Linked DNA regions of Gossypium hirsutum: region 1 is linked to region 2. A link is a contact called in public Hi-C data. All regions are on one chromosome and are shown on one strand. The core of a region is the stretch at or near the end of the contact, and the rest is flanking DNA. Distances in the headings are between cores, read along the strand shown.

Region 1 (4,918 bases), core at 1,879-4,378, 440 kb before region 2:
AAGCTTGCCTGAATGGGCTCTATCGGCAAAAAAATCAAATCCTATTATTTAAAGTGAGCTAAATACTCAGGATTACCAGAAGACGACACTATGGCAGCTTGTAACTTTACAATTCCCCTTATGGAAACATTCAATATAAGATACCTGTTTTTGATTGACTGTAAAGAAAATTCCTACGGTTCTCCGGTATTATTTGACAATAAAGCGACTTTTTGACTGCTTGATTCTGACATCATCCCCTGAGTTTGCACGTCTAACTTCCCTTCTTTTGCTTTTCCCCACATAACTGAGTAAAACCCAGTAACAATGACAATTGCACCAACTAAACTGTAACACGTGTGAAACAAAAATTAACAACTTATATATCTTAACTTCCTTTTGTAAGTGATGAGGGAGTTTTTCACAAGACAAAGAACATGACAAATGTTAAAAAGAAATATTAGAATCCGATATTGGTCCCATGACTGAAAAGAGTGCTCTAAACAAGACCAAGATGTAAAGCAGCTGCAGTGGCAATAATTATAAACAATACAAACAGCAAAACTACTAAAATAACAATGATAGTGAGTGATGAATGCGTCACCTTCCAAGAAAGAATGTATCCCCTAAGAAGATAACACCAATGACTACTGAAACAACAATTCCCAAAGGCTTGAACATGGAAACAAAAACAGGACCTGTCCGATGCATACACCAGGTAGAAACCCCAAGTTGGAATGCAGAGCCAAACACAGCCTACAATTCCCACATTAAAGCTCTTGATTAACTAGGTGCAAATTAGGATAAGCATGCAGTTGAACTGCAAAATTGTGTAGTAACGAATATTTCGGACCCTGACCACTTACTGAGTATATAACAGCAACCAATCTCACATCAGGTTTAAAGCTCCAAGCACTAAGATCTCCTCCCATGATCAAACAGATTATTCCCGATTGAAGGGTGACAAAGAAGCAATAATAGAAGACAACAAAAAGCTCAGCTGGGAATTTCTTAAGAACTGATGCCTGAAAGTTAAGGAGCACAAATCATTTCCTTTCTCTTAAAAGTAAGAAATCACAATGAAACCTGATTCAACTTTCTACACAGATACAAAGAAGAGGATTGGACCTGTACAATAAGCCAGGCAGAAGCAAACACGCAATCAGCTGCAAGGAGAAATCCTCCAATGACCCAATTAGACTGCTGCCCCAGAAGTAGATGAGGTGAGCTTGAATGTGAGGGTGCCATCAAAAGTGAGGGGCCTTTATAGAAAGTAACAATGAATGCCCCAGCAATTGACACTATGGTTCCCAGTGATTTGGCTTGGCTAGTGCTACTTCTCAAATTCAGTGTTTCCATCCTGAAATCACCAAATTCATCAACTTAAATCTATCTACAACATATATTTTACACATCTACTGTTACATTAGTACAGAACTGCACTTCAATACTTTGTGCACCACAAGTATGAAAAATGCAAGTAGTCAATTAAGTTCATTCACAGCTCAAGCAATGACATATAATTAGAGACAAAAGAACAGAAAAATGATTGGATGGAAACAGGAAGCCCAATGACATCAATTGTAGAAGTATAGTATTCTTCTCAAACATCTTCCAATCTTTTTCAGAAAAAAAAAAAACCCTCCACAACAATCAACCTGGAACTTCCAGATATCTACACCGCGTTATCACATTATCACCCGGATTCAACTTATACAAATAAGAATGCAATATCAAACAATACTTAACGCAAGGTCTACATTGATCATATCAGTTGCTGGCTAAAAGGAATTCATATTAGTCCTTGCCAACAGGATCTCAAAATGAGAACGAAAAGCAGCGAAAACCATCATCAAGAGGAACCTGAGTTGTAAGAAGCCTATAAAGGAGATGAATTGATAACTATTTGTGCAAGGAGATCAAACAAATTTGTCACTTAAATAAGTTCCCAATTTCCCACTTCAGTAAGAGTAAGAGCAGGCAACCTCCTAGGGACTGCAATCTGTTTCCTCTAAGCAACCATATTTCTTAAATACAAAAACAATCCCAAGAGAATTTATGAGGTATAGAAACAAACAAAATGGCTGCAGACATATTACTTCAAACTCAGTTCCAACCATTGACCCTTTTACAAACTGGAATACCAGGATTGCCCGAAAGGGTATGCTCATTTTTTCTGTCAAACCTATGTATAAATATGTGTTGGATACAAGTGGTACTTCAGGGGAAGTAAAGAGTAAATAGATTAAATGGCCTTGCATCCCATCGTCCACATATACTTTATCCTTTAGTTATCAGATTGATCAGAGTATTACACACAACGATAGGAGAAGAGATAATAACCTGAAAGCAACAGCAAGGATGAAGGTGAGACCTGGGATGAGATTAAGCATGGCAGTTGCCAGAGTAGGCGAGCTATAATATATCCCAGCATACCCAGAAATCTGGGCAAAGCAACTGCATACCAAATACCATGTAAAATATGAATGAAAGCCCTCAAATCCATAGTTATGTAACTGAAAACCCACATCATAATTTCCATTAATCTTACATACCCAAGAAGGCCAAGCAAGAAAAACCAACAAAGAATAGAGAAAGTGAGTGGAGGACGGTGTGACCTGCAGGGAAAACGGAAAATCAAAGGAGATAGTGAAATGGGAATTATGGAGAGAGAGAGAGAGAGAGAGAGAGAGAGAGAGAGAACGAACGGTACCTGTGGAAGAGAAAAGAAGCAGGGAGGAGAATGAGAGAGGCAAGAGCATTGGAATAGAAAACAAAGACGAAGTTGGGCATCCCATGGGACATTGCTGCTTTGCCCATTATCATGAGTCCAACTTGAGCAACCTCTGCCATTACCATCCCTACAATAGGCAAACCAATCATCTCCTTCCTCATTCTTCAGACCCAATTTCAGTTCTTGCGATCAACTTCTGTGCCACCTCCTTCCTAGGACTGAATTTTAAGTAGTTGGATTGTGAAGCAAATAAGTGGACACTTTCATTTCAATTTTAGTTATTAATATCAATTTTAAAGTCCTTTTATATTTAAAATACATACGCAGCCATAGCTACCAACAAGGAGTTATAGACGACAAGCAACGAGTCCAAGTCGCGGCTGACATAGCTCCTTTCGTCATTGCCTCCTTACCCAATACCTAGATTCTTGTGTGAGCATAAATAATGATTTAAATATTATACTACAACACAAAAGATGTAGCATGTTGAGTACGTCAAATCATCGTTGAGGCCGTCGATTTTAGTTGTATAAAAAGTTGAAAACAGCTATCTTTTAAGCATTAAAAAATTTCATTAGTTGAAATATTTTTAGTTTTTATTTTTTCGATACGTAGGAACTTTAAGCTTAATTGGTATTTATAGTGGTGATTTCTCGTAAAAAATCACCAATTACATTTCCCACTATCACACAAGCAAAAGTATGAAAGTAGTGGGTTGCAAAACGTGGGGTCATTCCCACGAACCAAAAGACAATTCCAACATTCTCCCATGTATCATAATGCATGAATCATGACAATATTTTCTCTTAAAATTTGAGTAGTATCTTCCATGTATCACAATATATAATGTCTCAACGTTTTAGCCCAATTTCTTAATGAATAAACCCAATATTTATTCCAGGTCTAAACTTTAGTGACATTTTTCAAAATAATAAAATTAATGTGCACACAAAATATGAGAAATATCAAACTTAATAGAGTTTCTTTATAATCGTTCTTCTAACGAAAATTTACAATGTGGGAACAAGTCCCATAGTGACAACATGATCCTTAAATTTGTATGGTGGCATGCCTTTAGTCAAAAGATCACCTAACATTTGCTCAGTGTTAATGTGCTCAATGACCACTTTCTTTTCTTTAACATGTTCCCCTATGGCTAAATACTTAATGTCGATATGTTTACTTCGACTTCCACTTTTTTTTGTTTACAGCCATAAAGACAACAACTGAATTGTCACAATATATCATCAACGACCTAGGAATCAAATCCACAAGTCTAAACCTAGAAACGAAACTCTTTAACCATACTTTATGTGAGGTAGCCTCAAAACATGAAACGAACCCAACCTTCATAGTGGAAGTAGCAACTAAGGTCTGCTTGATACTCCTCTAAGATATAGCTCTGCCAGCAAATATAAATATGTAACCTGATGTTGATTTACGTGAATCAACACAACTGACAAAGTCTGAATCGGAGTAGCCAATCACCTCCAAATTGTCTGATCGTTTGTACGTAAGCATGTAGTCCTTTGTCCCTTTAAGATATCTCAAAACTTTCTTTGCAACTCTTCAGTGGTCAATACCTAGATTACTCTGATATCTTCCCAACATTCCAACTACAAATGCAATATCAAGTCTTGTACAGATTTGAGCATACATCAGGCTTCCAACAATAGAAGCATGTGGAATGTTTTTCATTTGCTTCATCTCAAATTCGTTTTTCAGGCACTTGTTCAAATTGAACTTATCACCCTTCACGATAGGAGCAGCACTCGGTAAATAATCTTTCATCCAAAATATTTCAAAAACTTTTGTTCATATAGGTTTCTTAAGATAAACCTAAGATACCACGATGTCTATCACGATGAATCTTAATGCCAATGACATAAGACGTATTACCCATATCTTTCATACCAAAATTTTTAAAAAGATATTGTTTCACCTCATGTAGCATACCTCTATCATTTGTTGCAAGTAAAATATCGCCCACATATAGAATAAGGAAACATATTTTACTCCTGCTAACCTTCTGGTATATGCATTGATCCACGATATTTTCAACAAAACCAAACGAAGAGGTAACTACATGAAATTTTAAATACCACTGTCGGGAGGCTTGTTTCAATCTATATATGAACTTCTTTACCTTGCATATCAACTGTTCACCATCACTGGAGGAGAATTCTTCAGGTTGTTTTATGTATG
Region 2 (5,049 bases), core at 1,899-4,398:
CTTGTATCAAAGCCTTTTACTGCACCCTGAAGACCACTTACAGCAGACATAACTGCAATAGAAAGTAATTACAAAATCTAATATTAGTATTAGCTCGGGCAAGATGGTGCACATAGCTAACTTAGCAGCAGCTAAAATTAGGAGCACTACAGCAAGAAAAAGAAAAACCCATACAAAAAATGCCAATCAATTCTATCAAGCAGAGAAAGTAACATCATTTCGCCAATTCAACTACCAAAGAACAAGAGCAAAAATTTGGTTTGCTGTTTGATAGGCAAGTGGAAATTAACTCAGACATGCAAGTAGAAGACTTCAAGTTCCTTACCATGCTTAGGCTACCAAAATATCAAAGCCATAGCTGCAGTTCTCTGACCTTACAGTGAGCAATTGCACAGTAAACACCAAACTTATTTAACTATTGGATATCAATGAAATGTCCTAGGGAACTTTACAATTCGTTTCAACAAAGATGCATAAGCAGAGTAGAACTTAACTACATGTAAACCCAGGCCAGGGAACCTTGTTCACAGAAAAGGTTGTAAAGTCTTTATCTTAAAATTCAACTTAAGCTTCAGATTCAACACATTTCAAGGTTTGAATATCCTCCAATAAAACTTGCAAGAAATTATCTTGTCTATATAATTGCAGAATTTGCAAACCGATTCTCCGTAAGGAATCCATTATGCTCCAATACTCACATTACATGGATGACCCTCCAAATGATGTCTACTAAAGATAATAGAAGCTTGCTCTCTTCATAGCATATTAAAATTTTGAGGTCTGCCCCAACAACTGTCACATGGAACTAATGGACTGTATCAAATCTTTTTCATTTTCTAAGGTAGAATCTATTAAGTTATTCAACCATGAGTTACAAAGCATTTTCTTGAATCACATGAATTAGAAGAAGCTGCCATACTTAAGACATCATGAAATCTAAATAGTTGTGAGACAAATTTTAATGCAACTAACAAAGACAACATTCAGGTTCAAAGCATCAAATACCAGTCACAGAAAAAGCAAAGACAGAAATTGCAATACTTGTTTAAAATTTGATTTTGTTAACTTAAATGGAAGATTGGTACACATCTATCTACCTGATATTGCGGGGGTCAGAATACCATCCCCTATGACCATGGAAGTTCCCATCAAGACCAATAGCAACAGGAGGGTCTTCAAGGATGATCTCCTTTCCAAAGTCTCTTTTATGCTTAAAGCCCTTTCTAACTCTGGAGTAGGCAGTTTGAGCCTAAAACTTGATATCTGTTCATCTGCCGGTTGACGATTTGGCAGCATGTTGACCTTCGCATACCTGCAAATCAGTGAGTACAAAGCAAAGGTTCCCCCTACAATTGCATCAATTTATATGTTAACATGTATATGATCTTCAAAATATCCAGTAAAAAGTATGGAGAATAAGAGGATTACTATGAAAAGCCCTTACCCTCCCCATTATCATTGGCTTTAAGCACTACAAACACGTATTTTACCAAGGGGAGTAGAGCTATTGTATACATCACCAGTGATAAAGCACCCAAGATATCCACTTCTGATTCTATTTTGACTTTGCTGAAGACATCACTGAAAACATACAAAGGGCTTGTGCCCATGTCACCATACACAACCCCGAGTGTTTGAAAGGCCAATGCAAGAGTGCGCCAAGTGGATATGTCCTGATTGATTAAAGTACTACATTTTAGTAAGAGAATATAGTTGAGCTTAATGGAAATAAGTTCATTCGCAAAAATGACAAAACAATTCTTTTAAGTTATTGAAGACACTATAAGGTCCGTAGTTGACTTTCAATGACAGAAATACATGCATTCTCAGTATAAAAAGCTAATCACTAACGAAAGAAAAACAACTTGTATAATTCCCTAGCTATAGTCTGTTGGACCCTAATCATTTTCTCCTCTAGAAAGTAAAGGTTTAGGTACTAATTCCTCTCAACCGTTGATCGAAAGACACTATTTTCTCTATATACCAACAAGAAAAAACTTGCCCAAATTTGTAGTCCATATAAAAGTCATAAATGAGCCAAGTTGAGCCAAATGAATATAACAGAAACTTGAGGACCCTTCAATCACAGCACTTGCTAGAGCAATGAGTCTAATGAATCTCTTCCCACTGCTGAACTCATTTATATATCAGAAGAGTATATATCAGAAGTTGAAAAATAGAGCTGTTCCAAGAATTAACATTGAAGAGTAAAAGAAACAAAAAGCATTATCATATGCAAATATCTTCGAAGTGCAGAATCTTCACGAAATGGAGATAAAACAAATTCAATACCTTAGGGTGGTGACCATGAGTACCAGCAATCTCCATGGCTTCAACATCAAATGAATCAACTCTTTTGGGCTTCTTAACCAGTCTCCTCCTCAAAGATCCATACCCTTCTTTGGCTTCGTTATCATCAAACAATGACAAAGGAGGTGACTCTGAGTCCACCTCACTACCATCCACCCACCTTGACTCGTTCACCCCTCCACCACTGAAAGTTCTACCCCTCAGTCTCACGCGGCTACTCTCTTCAATCCGATCTTCTTCTTCCATATCCCCTCGAATACCCACTTCAAAAAGGGCCTCCTTGTCTGTAAAAAGACTTCCTTTTTTTCTGGAGGATAAGATAAGAAAAGCCTCAGCCAATCAAATCTTTGTGAAGAAAAAAGAAAATACTACCCTTCGTATGTCTAGTGCTTCTTCTTCAGTCTCAGGATTCAGTCTCCTGTTTTCTCCTAAGGTCAATAACTTGATATGGGGGTGTTGTTCTTAACTCCTTCAGTGGGTCCCCTTCTGAACTTATTGCAGAGACCAGAGCAATTATTAGTTAGGATAGGACAGCAAAGGCTACTAAATATAATTTTTAAGAATAAAAGGATATACACGGCTAAGTTCAATGTTTTTTTTTTTTTTTGCCGGGGGATTACTTTTTCGTGGGAGTCTGACACAATGTAATTAAGGGATGCCAAGAATTTCAGACAAAAAAAAAAGGAAGAATGTAACTGTTGAGTAGGATGATTATTACAAGTAATGTTAAGCGTTGCTGTCTTGGCTGGCTTTTGGTGACGATGAAAGGATTAAGGCAATCAACGACTCATTGAGTTATTTGTTTTATATTCTGGGTTTTGTGCTAAAAAAAAGGTCATGTTCAAAATTCGATTTATTTCAATTTTAATTTAATCGCAGTGTTTTGATGATAAACACAAAGAAACGACCTTCCAGTATAACCTATAAAAGGAATGCTATTGGCGGATAATTGCAGCAATGGTGGGACAAAGACAAATTTATGTTTCCTTCCTTACTCCACATGCTACATCTTAAACCTAATGGTTCATTTGAACGAGGGTGGGATACATTTCGATAATATTAAAATAGTGACTGCAGTAAAATTAATTACTTTAAAGATGAAATTAGATATTATAATAATAAAATTAAAATTAATTAATTACAATTGTTATGATGAGGTGAGAATAAAAATAATAAGGATATTAAATGAAAATATGTATTAATATAAATAATAAATTATCCTTTGTCTAAAATTGAAAATTTGTTTGATCAACTTGAAAGTTTTCAAAAGAGTATTTGATGGTCACTAAACTAACTATAAATACGACTAAGGCAAGCGCATCTATCGAACAATAGTATAGTTATGGTGAGTAGGGAATATTGTATCCACGAGGACTAAAAGTACTAGTAATTACCGTTTTTCTATTATTTAGCCGACAAATTGGGGTGATTGTTTTTAATCTAAATTTACTAATCTAATTTAACTAAGAAAGACAATACTCAGGAAAGAATCCACCTAGACTTCACATACTATTCTAAATCTGAATTAAACGATTTATTCACTTGTTCTCTATAACAGTACGTTTTTCAGTGAAATCGAAACAGTGGTTTCGGGATCACAAATCTGAGTCAGGAAGAAATTTTATTTTAATATTAATGCATGGTCTGCATTATGATAGGAAAGACGTATGAAAATTTTGATAAGAAAATTTTACTGATTTCATGTTTAATTGTCAGTAAGGACTAAATTGTATAAAGTGCAAAAGTTGAATTCTATTAGCTAGAGGGATTAAATAGCTATAGAATTCAAAATTTGAGGTCCTTGTAAGGAAAATAGACCATTAAGAGAAGTTAGTAGATATTTATGATGATTCATCCATGGAAATTTAAGAAAAGAAAAGGACTAAATTGGAAAGTGGGAAAAATAAAAGATGATAGTTAATTAAAAGATAAAAGTATCATTTTATATCATCATCTTCCCCAAAATTTTCTATGGAAACCCTAATTAAGAGAGAACTTCAAGCAAGCTTAATTGCGTAAGTAATCATGTCACCTTTTTAGAAATTTTTACATTTCCTAGATCATAATAACTTAATCTATCTATTTTGGGGATCAATTTGCAAAGTTATCAAAGTATTAAAATTTTTCCATGGATAAGTATGCTAAAATTTTGAAATTTATGGTAAAAAATGAAAGGTTGTTGATAGATAAACAACTTTTGTAAATGAAATTTTCATGAAATTGTGATTTAGGGATTTAATTAAAAAGATGTAAAATTCATGGAAAAATTCTGAATTTTGTGAAATACATGGACTGTTATTGTTATATGAAAAATTCAGTTAGTCTTGGAATAAGGATTAAATTGCATGAATTTCATTTTCTGATCCTAGTGATGAAATCGTCATTTATTAAAAGTATAGAGGCAAAATGGTAATTTTGCTTAGGATGTGAATTGGATTGAATTGAATATGAAATGTGTTAAATTGTTGTTAAATTCATTTATATAGATCCAGAAAGATCAAATAAAGAGTTAGATCAATGAAAAGAAAAAGTATCAGATTAGTAGATTTTCATATACGAGCAAGTGACGAGGTAAGTTCATGTAACTAAATTGTGTACATTTATATGTTTGAATTAAATGTTATATATGTGAATTTAATAATTTCCATGTATATGAAATTGATTAAATATTTGAAAATGCTCGATAAATGTTAAGTTCCGTTTGAACAAATGAAAATCGATAGATACAAGTTTCTCGTA

Evidence for each region. A called contact is a pair of places that touch in the nucleus more often than the background predicts.
Region 1: a contact with region 2 is called in a Hi-C map of leaf, with 1.9 times the contacts expected there. The contact joins the promoter of LOC107903705 here to the promoter of LOC107903978 in region 2. A contact is called at or near these places in 8 of 34 Hi-C or Micro-C datasets (callus, leaf and petal).

The regions. Positions count from the first base shown.
Region 1 is chrD05:47,302,935-47,307,852 of Gossypium_hirsutum_v2.1, reverse strand. LOC107903705 (WAT1-related protein At3g28050) reads right to left here and starts at 3,128. Exons shown (of 9, transcript XM_016829849.2): 1 at 3,037-3,128; 2 at 2,693-2,931; 3 at 2,535-2,597; 4 at 2,323-2,436; 5 at 1,108-1,339; 6 at 846-1,004; 7 at 584-735; 8 at 145-327. The coding sequence starts at 2,874. The coding sequence ends at 174.
Region 2 is chrD05:46,862,058-46,867,106 of Gossypium_hirsutum_v2.1, reverse strand. It overlaps LOC107903978 (putative potassium transporter 12), which reads right to left and starts at 3,148. Exons shown (of 9, transcript XM_016830215.2): 1 at 2,293-3,148; 2 at 1,445-1,673; 3 at 1,098-1,346; 4 at 2-52. The coding sequence starts at 2,556.